Regions from separate parts of the Macaca mulatta genome. Here region 1 is linked to region 2. Evidence: chromatin contacts called from public Hi-C data. All regions are on one chromosome and are shown on one strand. Each heading gives the region's core, a stretch centred on a gene start, on an enhancer-like site or on the middle of the called end of the contact. The rest is flanking DNA. Distances are from core to core; before and after follow the strand shown. Region 1 holds the start of DPYSL5 (dihydropyrimidinase like 5). Region 2 holds the start of TMEM214 (transmembrane protein 214).

What was found. A called contact is a pair of places that touch in the nucleus more often than the background predicts.
Region 1: a contact with region 2 is called in a Hi-C map of fetal cortex germinal zone, with 3 times the contacts expected there. The contact joins the promoter of DPYSL5 here to the promoter of TMEM214 in region 2. A contact is called at or near these places in 2 of 14 Hi-C or Micro-C datasets (fetal cortex germinal zone and fibroblasts).

The regions. Positions count from the first base shown.
Region 1 is chr13:98,158,665-98,161,589 of T2T-MMU8v2.0, forward strand. DPYSL5 (dihydropyrimidinase like 5) reads right to left here and starts at 1,483. Exons shown (of 13, transcript XM_077959946.1): 1 at 1,229-1,483.
Region 2 is chr13:97,966,404-97,969,103 of T2T-MMU8v2.0, forward strand. It overlaps TMEM214 (transmembrane protein 214), which reads right to left and starts at 1,437. Exons shown (of 16, transcript XM_077959939.1): 1 at 1,203-1,437; 2 at 108-307. The coding sequence starts at 1,347.

The DNA of each region.
Region 1 (2,925 bases), core at 233-2,732, 190 kb after region 2:
TGCCGGGGGGCGCCGCGGAAGATCACAGAACCCTAAGCGAGTCGCTACCGGCTGGTTTCAAGCCTAAAGACAAAGCTCCTCACCAAGCCAGCCCAGCCCCGTCCCGGATCTGCCATCCTGGGTCCCTAGCCCCGGTCCGAGGGCCACGCCCAGCCGGCCACCTGGGCCGCCGGGCCCCGCGCCTGCAGCTGAGGATCGTTTGGCCTGAGACCGCCTCTCAGCTGCTTGCCCCTCCCTCCTCGGGAGGCTCCCCTTCCCAGGAGGCCCCCCTCCCTCGCACAGCGCGGGTCTCCTCGCTCTCGTCCTCCCTCCTCAAACCCAGGCGGTCTCCACCCGCCTGCATCCCTCCTCCCCTCCCCATTCTTCAGCAGATCCAGCCTCGCCGGGCGCCACCTGCACCGAGCTCCTTCCTTCGCTCTTCGGACCAGCCCCCGCCCCCGCCCCTTCTCTTTCCTCCTCAAACCCTAGTTCCCACTCCCTGCTCCCCGAGACCCACTACCTGTTCCAAGCCAGCTCCCCAGCCTTCCCCATCCCCATCTTTTCTCAACCCAGGCCTCCCCTCGCCCTCTCCCGGCTTCTCTCCAGCTCAGACTCCAGCCCCGTCCCCAGGCCCGGGGCGTCGACGTCGGTGCCCGCTGAGATCGATGCTGCAAGGCGGGCTCCCGCGCTGGGCTCCAGCCGAGGGACCCAGCTCGGCGCCCGCTCTGGGCTGGGCAGCCGCAGGAGGCCTTTGTGGCTCAGGCAGGAGGCTCGGAGGCGGCAGGCGAGTCCTCTGCAGGCGTCCGCTCCGTTAGCCAGGCGGGTGGAACAGACTGCCGGGTCGGGTCCAGGCTGGGCAGATCCCAACTCGGAGGCGAGAAGGACGGAGGGTGTGTATCTGGGTGGTGTGTGGGACCGGGGACAGCGCAGATCCTGGGACCGGCAGGACTGGCCCCCGGCCAGAGGCACCCCCGCCCAGCCCTCCAGCGGTCCACTGCACAGCGCCTGGCGAGGGGAGCGGCCCACTGCGTGCTAGGCGCGAAACCCCTCGGCCGAGGCGCCTCCTCACCCCAGGGCTTTGCAACCCCGCGAGCACACATTAAACGCTTACTGTGAGCAGGGCCCGGCACGGCGCTTCGTTGGCGTACAAAGAGGACCCCAAGAGCGCCCTGGCTTAACCCTGATGGCCACCTCCCAACCCCAAACCACACCTCCCGCCGCGTCCCCTGCGGCCGGGCCCCAGGCGCACCCGGCTCCCCGCCCTTTTGTGCACCTCACGCAGAAACAGAAGGGGGAGAGGAGGATGTCCTAGCCCGAGGCGGATAAACCCACCGACCCCCCTGCCATCACCCACTCCTCCGGGATGCTGCGGCCGCGGGGGCCCGTGGCTCGGTCCGTCTCCGTCTCGCCGCGGCGCCGGAGCTGCGGGTGCTCGGGGCGGCGGCGGCTGCACGCGCGCTCGCTCGGGGGCCGCCTCAGCGCGCCCAGCGCGGGAGTCCAGAGTGGGGAGCGGGGGAGGGGCGCGTGTGGGGGCTGGGAGCGGCCTCCGCCAATCACCGCGCGGCCGGCTCCTCCGCCGCTCCCCACCTCCGCTAGCAGGTTAAGGGGAGGCGGGGACAGGCGGCGCCCCGCATCCTCGGCGCCGCGCGCGGCCGCCGCCTAGAGACTACAACTCCCGGCAGGCCCTGCTGCAGGGCCGGGGTCCGTTAGCGGACGGAGGGCGCGGCCGGAGAACTCACCGACCCCCCTAGCACCCGGCTCCGTGTTCCCTCGGGTTTCCATGGAGACTCAGGACATCACAAAGCCTGGACGCGCCGAGGCATGGGTCTCCGGGGAGGGCCGGGGGGCGGCTCCAGAGGACACCCCGCCTCCCCTCCCCCAGCTGGATCCCACCCCAGGGGCTGAAACAATGCCGCGACCGCCTCTCCCGGGCTGCGGCCGGGCTGCCCTCCGCGTTGGGACCCCGCCGAGGCCGCCTGGTTCGCGCCAAGACCCGCTCTGACGCCCGCGGGATTGCAGGATGCAAAGGGCGGGGTGGGCGTTATAGGAAAACTGTTCTCATGATCAAAGTGATGGCCACTTGGGGCCACCGCAGTTCGCATCTGCACCCTGTGAGGTCTCGAACCCGGAGTGCATTCTCTCCACCGAGAAGATTTTGCCCAGGGCCACGCGGGGGCTTCCCTGTCCAGAGCGCTCAGGCCTGGTGCCTGTCTTATTTCTGGCTTCTGTCAAGGGACAGCGAAGCCTTTGGAAATTATTCATAACCCAATTTACATTCGCTTCACCTGTTTCTTCATGTTTAAATACATACATGATTTACCAAAATCAACAAATCTAAAAAAGAAGAGGAAGGATCATCCCCGGTTTGTCCCACCTTCCTAGCTAATCCCGGTTCAAGCCTTTGCCATTGATCTGTGTTATTTTCTGCAGTTATAATAATAGTGTGGATTAGTCATTGGCCTCTTTGCACTTAATGTCACTCCAAAGGCGTTGCGATGCGTGTTAAAATGCAGCATCGAGGACCCCCAAGTTGCAGCTGCAGAATCCCTCCCTCTCCGGGCTCCCCCAGTATCCGGTGGGGATGAGGAGTCCCCTGGCAGCCATGGCCTCGTGAAGGGGTTCTCTTTGCAGGATACTTTCAAACAAAATGGTGTTCACTACTCCGGGGGCGTGGAGGGGGTCCCCTCTCCCCATCTCAGCAAAATCTACCCGGGCGCAGGACCCGCAGAGCCCGCCAAGGCGGGGTTCCCTGCTGTCCTTCCCCGGAGAGCTTAGGGCCTGGACCAGGCCAGGCTGGCCTTCGAGGGATGCATTTCTGGATTACCCACTACTGAGTCTGCACTTCTCCCCTTCCCAACTCCCCTCTGCTTGGTGAGCAGAGAGCAGGGAGCCCCCAGGGGAACCTCAAAGCATCCTCAATCCAGCGCAGCCCGGGATGTGGCTGTG
Region 2 (2,700 bases), core at 187-2,686:
GTTCCTCCAATTTCATAGGATCTCAGCTGTCCATCCGCCTCCTCCTCTCATCTTCTCTACATCTCAAGCCCCCATTCTTTCTGCGTGTCATGTCTAGGCACACTCACAGCTTTCAGTGCTTCCTCCAGGCTGCGGAAGCGGCCCTGCTTCTGGTTTTGGTTGGGAAGAGTTGCCACCTTCTTTGGCTGCTTCTTGTTCCCTGGTTTCTTAGGCTCCACAGCAGGGGGTGGGACCTGCTCCTTATTCTGCCGCTTCATGATATTCTCAAAGCCCCGCTCATAAAGGGTGCTTGTGGTCTGGATTGGAGCTGAGGTGAAGATAGGTAGAGAAAGGCAGGCCACCCTTGAGTCCCCAAGGCCTCACCTATCAGTGGTCCCTTTCCCCACACTGCCACCTAATTAATCTCCAGGGAAGAGCCTGTCTCAAAGCCCCTTCCTCTTGGGCTGCTTAAAGAGCAGGGCAGGGTGTTCTCCTGGTAGTTTCTTTCGTTACAGCTCTTGAGTCTATGGGCTCTTTCATAAAGATGGGGCAGTTCTTTATTAGACAAATCAGAGTATGTAGGAACAAGCAGAGAGGCTGGATATAGAGGTCTGCCTTATTCGGTGAGTGGCTACTAGTCTGGAAAGGCAGGCTTTTTCCATCTTGGTCCTACCCTAACGCCTCTTGGTTCCGACATGACAACTCTATAATCAACAAGTGGCAATCTTTCTCCACTCCTCAGTGGAAGAACCAGGTGTCACTTATAATTCCTGGTGAGTGTTGAGTGTGTGGCACTCATTTCTCCCACTGCTTGGCCTCCTGTCCCTTCCTCCATGACTGGTTACTTAAAGAGGGGGCACTGTGTATAATGATCCAGAGTGCCTCTTCCCAGCTCAGACACCTGCCCAGGGAGGCCGGCTAGGTTCCTGGGCAGCTGGGAGAGTGTGTGCAGTGAACTGAGAGTCTGAGGACCGGAATCCTGGCCCCTCTGACACATGACCCTGGCCAGGGTGTCCAACTTCACTGGGCCTCAGTTTACTCATCTGGGAGGTAAGGACCGCAACCTCCCCTGGAGCTGTCCGCCTCCCGTAAGGCTCCAAAAAGACAAAGCAAGGGTGGCGCTCCGGGATGTGCCTGCGAGCTCGCGCCCAGGTTCTGGGAGCGGCTCGCTGCGACCCTGCCGGACAGGCCCTGGGTACGCGCCAGGCAGGGTGGGTACTCACGGGTCAGGTCGTATTTCCACACTCCATTTGCTTCCCCGAGCGCCCGGCGGTTCCCGCCGCCGCCTCGGCCGCCAGCGCCGGCCCCAGGCCGCCGGCCCTTCTTCACCACCTCCCAGCGCCCCACGCCCGCCGTCTTGGCCGCCATGGCTCGGAGCCCTCCCGCCTCGGCCACTTCCCCTGCTTTCCGGCCCGGCGCTGGCGCGCCGCACTCTGCCACGTCTCCTCGCAGGACCGCGCGCCCGGCGCCCAGCGCCCGCCGCAAGGCAGCCTGGGACTTGTAGTCCCTCTCCTGGGCCGGGCTCTTTCGGGCGAGGAGCGACTGGAAGAGGCTCCCGTGGCAGCCTGCGGTCCCCGTCCAGGCGAAGAGGCCGGAAGGAGAGGAGATTCCCTTCTGAGAACGTTCACTGAGCGCCGATGTGAACGCCACGGCATCGAGAGACTTGGTAGAACTGTTTCTGTTTTTGTTTCCTTTATTGATCAATTGATTGATCGATTGATTGACAGGGTCTCGCTCTGTCGCCCAGGCTGGAATGCCCAGGCTGGAATGCAGTAGCGCGACCCCAGCTCACTGTAACCTCCGCCTCCCAGGTTTAAGCGACTCTCGTGCCTCAGCCTCCCGAGTAGCTGGGACTACAGGCTCCCGCCGCCACGCCCAGCTAATTTTTGTATTTTTGGTAGAGACGGGGTTTCGCCATGGTGGCTAGGCTGGTCTCGAACTCCTGACCTAAAGTGATCCACCCGCCTCGGCCTCCCAAAGTCCTGGGATTACAGGCGTGAGCTGCGGCGCCCAGCCACTGCTTTTCTTTCCTTTCTGGTACAGCTGGAAGGATGGGATGGAAGTAGTGCTCCTCATCTCTGGGGAGAGTTTGAAGATTGAATGCTTCCTTTCTTCTAGGAAAGTGCTGGCTTTACTGCTGCTAGTGATTAAACTTCGGGTTTAATGGGCTATACAAATCTATTGCCAAAGAACAAGGAAGAGGATGGAGGCTTGAGGAAAGGGCAGAGTGTTGGGGAGCTGGGGTAGGAAGTGGAGAATGGAGAATACTTCTTTTATTTTTATTTTTATTTTTTGAGACAGGATCTTGCTTTGTCACCCAGGCTGGAGTTCAGTGGCACGATCACAACTCACCGCAGCCTCGACTTCCAGGGCTCGGTTGATCCACCGCCACGGATCACCTGACCCACCACCACGCCCGGCTAATCTTTGGTATTTTTTGTAGAGACAGGGTTTTGCTGTGTTGCCCAGGCTGATCTCAAACTCCTGGGCTCAGTGATCCACCCTCCTCAGCCTCCCAAAGTGCTGGGATTACAGGAGTGAGCCACTGCTCCTGGCCTCCGAGTTCTTCTCATGGAGGCTGAGAAAAGTTTGGGGGTCTGGGACAGCTAGGGCCGGGTTTCCCCTTCCAGGCAATGGGAAAGAACAGGCTCTGCCTCCCACCACAAGAGTCAGTCCCAAGTTCCAGATGTGTCAGGGAAGCGATGGAGAGCCCCAGACTTG